Regions from separate parts of the Ovis aries genome. Here region 2 is linked to region 1. The links are chromatin contacts, called in public Hi-C maps. All regions are on one chromosome and are shown on one strand. The core of a region is the stretch at or near the end of the contact, and the rest is flanking DNA. Distances in the headings are between cores, read along the strand shown. Region 1 overlaps DLGAP1 (DLG associated protein 1). Region 2 overlaps DLGAP1 (DLG associated protein 1).

What was found. A called contact is a pair of places that touch in the nucleus more often than the background predicts.
Region 2: a Hi-C map of liver shows a contact between it and region 1, with 2.5 times the contacts expected there. The contact joins two enhancer-like sites. A contact is called at or near these places in 10 of 16 Hi-C or Micro-C datasets (blood, hypothalamus, liver and 4 more).

Annotation. Positions count from the first base shown.
Region 1 is chr23:38,126,445-38,131,083 of ARS-UI_Ramb_v3.0, reverse strand. All of the region lies in intron 7 of DLGAP1 (DLG associated protein 1), which reads left to right. All of the region lies in intron 1 of LOC105604469 (a long non-coding RNA gene), which reads right to left. Among named protein-coding and RNA genes, the nearest start is that of TGIF1, 120 kb to the right of the region's middle. Within about 2 kb of position 2,138, at least 26 of the 54 cell types and tissues checked have an H3K27ac peak or open chromatin away from gene starts, as enhancers often do.
Region 2 is chr23:38,160,781-38,165,419 of ARS-UI_Ramb_v3.0, reverse strand. The region is part of intron 7 of DLGAP1 (DLG associated protein 1); the gene reads left to right. Among named protein-coding and RNA genes, the nearest start is that of TGIF1, 150 kb to the right of the region's middle. Within about 2 kb of position 2,764, at least 12 of the 54 cell types and tissues checked have an H3K27ac peak or open chromatin away from gene starts, as enhancers often do.

The sequences.
Region 1 (4,639 bases), core at 889-3,388:
GATCTTAGAGATCATGGAGCTCTGCTCCTCCTTACAAGCTGGGACTCAGAGAGGGTGAGTGACCAGCCAAAAGTCCAGTAGCTCCCCCCCGTGTTTTATTAACATTTTGATTTTTAAAAGGAGTCCAGTGAATTTAGAAATTAATTGGGTTGTGTTTCAAGAGAAAATGAACAAGAGACTTCAGTCAAAGAATGAAAACTAAGGCCTTGAGAGATAGCTAGTATACTTTATAATAACTATCCAAATGAGTTTGTAGGAAAAAAATGTGAGCTAAGATGTGACACACTCCATGCACAATATTTACCCCTCCAAATATTTACGGGACACCCCTGGGAACCTGAAGTCCAGTAAAGAACTGAAGATAATCATGACGCAGCAAGGGCTCTGTCAGATAAAAACTGAAGTGTTCTTATGAGAACTAAGAGAAGGCATTTAGGAGGGCTTCGGGAAGCCTTCCTGGAAGAGGTGACACCCCAGCTGGTACATGAAGGGGAAAGAGAGCAGCAAGTTCCTGCAGGGAAATTCCATCTGCAGAGGCCAGGGAGCTCGATGGCTCGAACATCCAAAGGTAAAAGCTGTCAAGAGGATGTGGAGTTCTGAGACCTTAAAGATGAGAAACTAAGTAATTCGGAATCTCCAAAGCCCTGGACGCTGGTCTTTATCCCGAGGGCAGAACTGTCAGCTGGATACATTCAGAATCTCCCGCAGCTGCTCGGAGTGTGTACAGTAGTTTGGAGGCGAGGACCAGACAGACTCAGTGAGACTGTTTAGAAAAAAATATTTCTCAAGCTCTTTGGACAAACAAGATACATTTTACATGCTAACCCAGGAGGTACCCAGACCTGGGGACACACATCAAAACAAGCGCCACAAAACTGCCTTTGTTTGATACACTCTTAAGTTTTCTAATCCACTCCGTTTTTTCTTTTCTTTTTTTAATGGTGAAACTGCAGGACCCACCTCAATTGACTCATGACCCATTAATAAGTCACACCTGGTAGTCTGAGGCACCTCGAGGCAGGAATTTTGGCTGTCATCCTCCAGAGAGGAGATAACAGGATCCAGGAAAGCAGAAAGGAGGATTGTAGGAGGTGGGAAGATTCCAGAAGGATTTAAGAGAGAAGAGGGTTAGGACCCAAAGGAATTAAGAGGTTGTGGCTTGAACTTGGTATGAAAATGTGTCTGGCTAAGAGGGGGTATGTTAACTTGAAGAATCTACCTGGAGGGTAAAGATACTAGGTGTTTGAAAAAAAAAAAAAAAAAGCCCATTTTGTTTGGTCAATACAAGTGTAGCCCTTCATTTGAGGTCTACCTAAAGAAAATCATTTGCGTTCTATCTGAAGAAAAACCATCTAAAGATTAAATTATGTAACTCCAGAAAATGGTCACGTTTTACTAAAAGAGGGAGCAAAATGGTGGCACTGAAAAGGAATAAATCATTCCTCGGGGCGGGGGTGGGGGGGGGGCTCTGCAGTGAGCCTCAAAATCCTACTTAGAAAGAACAGGCAAGCTCACATCCCCAGGAAATATCCCAGATCAAAGTCTCACCTGGTTCTTTGCTGTGGCTGACACCAGCTTTTCTAAGACTGAGAACAGGGTAAGTATAGCCTCTGACTTTTCATGTAGCAGACCGTTGGCAGGAGCTAACTGCTTTACAAAGTTGGCACCACTTTTAGAACCCCCGATCGCTAATTCAGGAAGGGAGCAGGCGTTGCTTATGCACTTCTTGTAAAAACTGAAAATCCATTAACTTTATTCTTCACGCACGCTCTCCGACAGCATCAGGTCAAAGGGGCTTTTTTTCCTTCCCCTTTTCAGAGCTTTCCAGAGTCCCAATCTGGCTCCTTCTAAATCTTTTCTTTTACAAAACAATAGGGAGGGGTGGTAGCCTGTGGCTAGTTGAAGATTTTGAACAATAGGTGTTTCTGAGCCGGGTTTATTGAAATGGTCCTGTCGGTGTCCTGGGGGGCACTGTAAATGAGATGTCGACAGGAGCTCTTTTGTGTGGACAGCATTCGGCCTGAAAGAGAGGAATTTCCTTTCTGTGCTAGTATTTAAAGTAGATTTGTTGCTGCTTTCCCTGGAACTTTTTATCCGACTGCCGGAGCTAACAGTGCTGGATGAGTCACTCGGTGTGGCTGAGACTTCCTCCCGTCCCTGGCAGGGCTCTGTCTCTCAGGCATTTACATTTAGAAAGGACGGCTCCTAAGAAGATTGCTCGGATTTTCATCAGCTTGAGCCTCTTTTTCAGGTCGTCACGGGGACCTGAGCCGGCAGCCATCCTGACCCCCCAGGAGCCGGCAGCCACACCGGGCTGTTTTTCTCAACTCCCTGGAAGACTTTTGGCTGTTTTGTTCCTTCCTTTTTTTAAAATCCAGGGAGGGTGAGACAACCATCTCCTCCGATTTAGGCCTTTCCCTCCCCCTTTTTTGTAAATGACAGGCAATTTCAGTTTACTGTAATTACTTTGGGCTGAGGTTGGACTAACCCCACCCTTAGAAGATAAGGTAACCGTTTTATTACCTCACAGCCAGGTGCCTGGGGGTGACAAGGCTGCCTTTTATCTGGAGACGTGACAAGGTTATCAGCAACTGAAAGGGGCTGAACCTTTGAGCGGTGGCCATTAAGATGCTTTCCCTTCACTGGGATCAATTTCCTAACTCATTATTGGTAGTTAATTTTGATCCAAAGACCAGCGCTGGTGGTTTCCTCCAGTTTCCGCATTCCTGCACTTCAGCCACTTACGGATGAATGGTGTAAATTGCAACTGCCAGCCAATCCCATAACAGGAGCTTGACATTCTAACCACGGCCCCAAACGAACAACCCACAGAATAGTTTAGAATTCTCATTTGGTAGCTTTGCAGTGGGCATAGTTGCTTTTTTCAAAGAGTTGATTAATAAAACCCTTCCCCTATGATAGTAGAAATCCAAAAGAATCAAAATGAATCACTTTTACTAGCCAAGGTTACACCAGGAGACAGTTCAGGGCTTCTTTTATTTACTTTTTTAAGATTAAAAAAAAAAAACCCTTTTTACTCGTATTGAAGGATGGCCGATTAACACTGCTGGGATAGTTTCAGGTGAAGAGTTGAAGGGACTGCTATACATGTGCCTGTACCCTTGTTTTAGATTTTTTTAAAAATTAGTGCTTTATGTACTTCTGTTTTCAGTTCACTGACACACATTGGTTTACTCTTAAATCAAGCTTGTTTTACATGGATTCTCTGGGTTATCTCTTGGGTTGGAAATGTGGGATAAAAGCTTCTGTTTTGAAGACGATTTTCCGACTGTGTCCTGGGTAGAGCTTTAGTGAACGAGGAATGCTCTTGCAGATAAACTTTTAGACAAGTGTCCTGAGCTGTGCTGTGCTGTGCTTAGTCGTTCAGTTGTGGCGACTCCTGAGTTGTATCAGGTGAGCGCTGCACCCAGCCTGGACTTAGCGCAGAACCACTGTCCTGTCAGGACACATTAGGGTGGGCCGAGAAGAATGTTACTTCTATCTCTTTTCCCCTGAAGTCAGATCACAGCTGAGGGTAGGGGGTGAGAATGGGGAAGAGAATGATGGAAGGGATGACTCAAAACACATACAGAAGACACACAGTCTTGCAGATACGAAGTGTTTATCTCCAAGGACACATCAGACTACTGCTGCTGCTGCTAAGTCGCTTCAGTCGTGTCCAACTCTGTGGGACCCCACAGACAGCAGCCCGCCAGGCTCCCCCGTCCCTGGGATTCTCCAGGCCAAAACACTGGAGTGGGTTGCCATTTCCTCCAATGCATGAAAGTGAAAATATGAAGATAACATTCCGCACTGTAGAAAGATGCCAGTTAAAAGCCGCTATTAGTCCCCCTTCCCAGGTGGCGCTAATGGTAAAGAACCCTCCTGCCAATGCAGGAGACGAGGGTTCGATTCCTGGGTCGGGAAGATCCCCTGGAGAAGGGAATGGCAACCCACTCCAGTATTCTCGCCTGGAGAATCTCGTGGACAGAGAAGCCCCGCGGGTACAGTCCATGGGGTCATAAAGAATGGGACATGACTGAAGCGACTTAGCATCTATTACCATTATTTTTAAAAAAAAGATGTTTCTAAGGACAGCATGTGAAAACACACAGTGACAAACCAACAAACATCCAGAACTCCACACGGTGAAGGAAAGAGAGAGATTGTTAGACGTATTATTGAATTTGATCTTCGATTCCTCTTTTCCTTTAAGATATAGAAACCTTGCCCGCCCACCAGGGCAAGCCCACCACCGCCCAGTCACTACCCATCTACCACTCTCCTCCTGGGCCGGACTGGGACAGAGTTCTATCCAGGGCCAGACAAGCCTGGGAGAAGGAGGCTCTGATGCCCGAGGCACCTGAAGTCGTGGCCACCATCCTTCAGTGACTCTGCAACCCCATGGGCTATAGCCCGCCAGGCTTCTCTGTTAATGGAATTCTCCATTTCCTTCTCCAGGGGATCTTTCCGACCCAAGGATCAAACCTGAGTCTCCTGTGTCTCTTGCACTGACAGGTGGATTCTTTACTACTGAGCCACTAGAAGCCTTCAGAGGTTCTGAAAACCAGAGACCAAAACCTGACCTGGCAGCTACTTGCAGCGTGACTATTTCATCTCTTCCAGCAGACAGACCGGA
Region 2 (4,639 bases), core at 1,515-4,014, 34 kb before region 1:
ACAGGCGGCCACTGCCATTAGGTCACAGAGGCAGGGCTGGGGGAGAGGTTCACCACTGCCTCAAGGCCTGGGCTCAGCAAGTGGGTGACCCTGGTGAGGGCTCTGGAGCTCTGCAGGACCCAGCCCCCTGGGGCCTGTTCCCTGGGCCCCCAGCTCACCCATTGGCCCAAGGCCAGGTGAACTGGTGGCCCCCCAGGGAGAAAGAGAGGATCTGCCTCTTACCTGATTCTCCACATGGCAACCACTGCTCCACCAACCTTTGGCTGCGTGGGCCACTAACGGTCATCTATGGACAGTTGCTTGTTTGTGGGTGGGGCCAGCTGCAGCACTGACCAATGGCTGAGCAGGGCCACTAACGGCCACTCACTGTGAGTTGGTCACTTGGGGGAAGGGCCCACTGCAGCACTGACCAATGGCTGAGCAAGACCACTAATGGTACCTGTTTGCCTGGTAACAGAGCGGGTGGTGCAGAGCAACTACCTTGAAGCCCTTAGCTGTGCTCTATTACAGTTCTGTTACCTAGTATATTCCTTTGTATTTGGGGGTTTTAATGATGTCTCAGGGGCTTCCCTGGTGGCTCAAATGGGTAAGAAGAGACCTGTACAGGAGATCTGGGCCTGATCCCTGGGTCAGGAAGATCCTCTGGAGAAACGAAAGACTACCCACTCCTGTCTTCTTGTCTGCAAGAATACCATGGAGGGAAGAGCCTGGTGGGCTAGAGTCCACAGGGCCGCAAAGAGTAGGGCATGAATGATGTCTCATAGAATGGATTTCTTCAACAGTAAGAATTTTTTTTTTAATCTCCCCTTAGCTGCTCATAATGGGAAATTCACATGGTCCTCCTCAGCAGTAAACACTAGAGATGTTTACCAGCACCAGCCTCGTTTCGATCATTGAGGAAACTGAGACACAGAAAAGTTTAGAGGCTTTTCCCAGGTCAAGTGGCTGGTCAGTGACCCAGTCAATATTTGTACCTATTCAAAATTCCAGCTCTTGGGAATTCCCTGGCAGTCCAGTGGTAAGGACTCCACGTTTCCACTGGATGGGGGAGCTGGGTTCTATCCCTGGTCAGGGGATCTTGCAAGCTTCAGAGTGAGGCCAAAACCAATAAAAAGTAAAGTCACTAGCATGTAATAATTAAAAAAAAAAAAAAAAAAAGCTTTTAACAACCATGAATTGTGCCTCTGTTACAAGGGCTTCCTTCCTTGAAATTTTTTTAACTAAATAAAAGCATAATAAATGACTTCAAGGAGCTTTTATGGATTAGTATTAATATGACAATATTATAACCTAAAAAGCAGTCTTGCTAATAGCATCATCCTCCCCACCCATCCTAATATAATAGAATCTTCAGATCTGACCATTTCTCTGCCCTAAGGGGACATCTGTGTACACATCATACTCAAGTAGAGGCACCCTTGATTCACAGTTCCTATTCCTTTAAATAGACTGCCCCTCAATACCCATAACCTGCCCTAGACCCCAGATCTGTTCATTGTCACTCAGTTCAGGGACAGACAATGGCCTCAGTCAACATGCCTCCGCATCTTCAAGAACATCATTCAGAAACTGCACTTACTCCTAGAAATGTCTGCCCCAAGAAGCTTGTTATTAAATTGGTGACAATGAATATGCTCATGATCTTTCTAGAGCAGAGGTTCGTCGGGGGAAGAAACAGAAGTTTGAATGATTTTTTGTAGATTATTAGAGGTGAAGGTGAAGTCGCTCAGTCGTGTCCGACTCTTTGCAACCCCGTGGATTGTAACCTACTAGGCTTCTCCGTCCATGGGAGTCTCCAGGCAAGAATATTGGAGTGGATTGTCATTTCCTTCTCCAGGGGATCTTCCCGACCCAGGAATCGAACCCGGGTCTCCTGCATTGGAGGCAGACGCTTTACCCTCTGAACCACCAGGGAAGCCATTTATTAGAGGTAGAGATAGTCTAATCTTAGGTTATTCTAACCATTCTCCTCCATAATTGGACACTGTGCCTGTGCAAGGACCGTTCTCCTTCCTCCAACTCTGCGGGCATAGTGATATTCAGTTGCTGTTGATTAGGAAGTGTAGTTGATCCTTTTGTGAGCAGCATTGTTACATGCAACCAACAAACAACACACTTTTTGTTGACATATACTGGCTGCCAGGCACCTTGCTGGTCACGGTGGATACAAACAAATCAGGTGCAATCCTCGATTCCTCTATCAGAGAAAGAAACATGACGGCAGAATGGTGGGAAAGTTCAGGTTTGTACAAAACAGGGAGCAGATTCCAGGAAAGGTTTTACAACACAGGAGATGTTTGAGTTTGTTCTGAAAAAAATGGGTGTGAAACAGTCACTCCCATGAAAACTTATATACCAAAAAAAAAAAAAAAAAGGGGCGGATTATCATCTGATAAATTTCTTTCAAGAGCCACTTGCAAATCTCAGAAGATGCTGCAGAGGGTACAGAAGAAAAGAATCTGAATTTTATTTTTTTTAATTTAGCTATTTGTTTGGCTGCGCTGGTCTTAATTGCAGCATGTGGGATTTAGTTCCCTGACCAGGGACCAAACCCCGGCCTCCTGCAGTAGAAGCACAGAGTCTTAGCCACTGGACCACCAGGGAAGTCCTAAGAATCTGAATTTTAAATTTTCATTCCTTGTCTTGTCAAACCACTCTATGTTTTCGGACCACGGGAAAGACTGGAAGCAGCCTCCTTGAACGACTTGATTGGCATTCTCTGGGCTTTCAGCGTGAAGCTGTAGAACAGCACGCAAACGCCAGGGGGCAATGCGATTTCACCAAAGATCGCAGGAAATGCTCCAGATCCTGTTTTGGCTAAGACCCTTCACAGCATCCTGTTGCAAAGGTGAAATCCCTAATAAAGAGAGTTTCGCTAAGGAGAGAAAAAAAAAAAAAGTTGAAAAACATCCTTTCTTTGAAAGCTTCCTGAATTGCCATCAAAATTGCCTTTCAGCAATTGCGCACAGCTGAACGTTTTGCAATACTATTTGCAAAAGAATGACTTCAATTTTTTGCTCAATGCAGCTGCCTGATCTTCCCAATCCTCTGCCTAAGGAATGTAAGCAGCCCCCGGCTAGCCGGATTTCACCTCGCTGGGGCTCTAGCGTCCTCAGCCCAACACTGGCCCTCCTCCCCTCGCGCCCACGCGGGGCGTCCAGCTGCCTCCTCCGCGGAGCTGCGGCTCCCTTGAAGGTAATTCCAGTCCCGCCTGTGTTTTGTTTCCGGCTCAGCAGCCGCCAGGTGTCTGCCCTCCCTTAACCCCCAAGGATGAGAGATCAAAGGTGTTTCTGCATCTGCCTCCTGCCCAGCTCTTTAATCTGTTACATGTTCAAAAGGGACAAGTACAGTATTGTGCGCGCAGGGATGGGGATACAAATCAGAACCGTGGACATGGGCGACGTCCCAGAGTTTGTGGACCCGCTCAGATGATGAGGAATATGTCTGTCTACATAGTAGCCCTGCCATTTAGGAAGTGTTTTCTTTTAAATTATATTATGAATAGTATGTGTACGTGGAAATCTGATTCAGTTTTCAGTTCTGTCGCTCAGTCGTGTCCTACTCTTTGAGACGCCATGGACTGCAGCACGCCAGGCTCCCTGTCCATCACCAACTCCCAGAACGCACTCAAACTCATGTCCATTGAGTCGGTGATGCCATCCAGCCATCTCATCCTCTGTCGTCCCCTTCTCTGGCTTTCAGCCTTTCCCAGCATCAGGGTCTTTTCTGATGTCAGTTCTTCACATCAGGTGACCAAAGTACTGAAGTTTCAACTTCAGCATCAGTCCTTCCAATGAATATTCAGGGCTGATTTCCTTTTGGATTGACTGGTTGGATCTCCTTGCAATCCAAGGGACTCAAGAATCTTCTCCAACAACACAGTTCAAAAGCATCAATTCTTCAGCGCTTAGCTTTCTTTATAGTCCAACTCTCACATCCATACATGACTACTGGAAAAACCATAGCCTTGACTAGACAGACCTTTGTTGGCAAAGTAATGTCTCTGCTTTTTAATATGCTGTCTAGGTTGGTCATATTTATTCCAAGGAGCAAGTGTCTTTTAATTTCATGGCTGCAATCACCATCTGCAGTGATTTTGGAGCCCCCCAAAATAAAGTCTGTCACTGTTTCCATTGTTTCACCACCTATTTGCCATGAAGTGATGGGACCAGATGCCATGATCTTCGTTTTCTGAATGTTGAGCTTTAAGCCAACTTTTTCACTCTCCTCTTTCACGTTCATCAAGAGGCTTTTTAATTCCTCTTCACTTTCTGCCCTAAGTGTAGTGTCATCTGCATATCTGAGGTTATTGATATTTCCTCTGGCAATCTTGATTCCAGCCTGTGCTTCTTCCAGCCCAGCATTTCTCATGATGTACTCTGCATATAAGTTAAATAAGCAGGGTAACAGTATACAGCTTTGACATACTCCTTTCCAGATTTGGAACCAGTCTGTTGTTCCATGTCCAGTTCTAACTGTTGCTTCTTGACCTGAATACAGATTTCTCAGGAGACAGGTCAGGTGGTCTGACCCATCTCTTTAAGAATTTTCCAGTTTGTTGTGATCCACACAGTCAAAGGCTTTGGCATAGTCAGTAAAACAGAAGTAGATGTTTTTCTGGAATTCTCTAGCTTTTTTG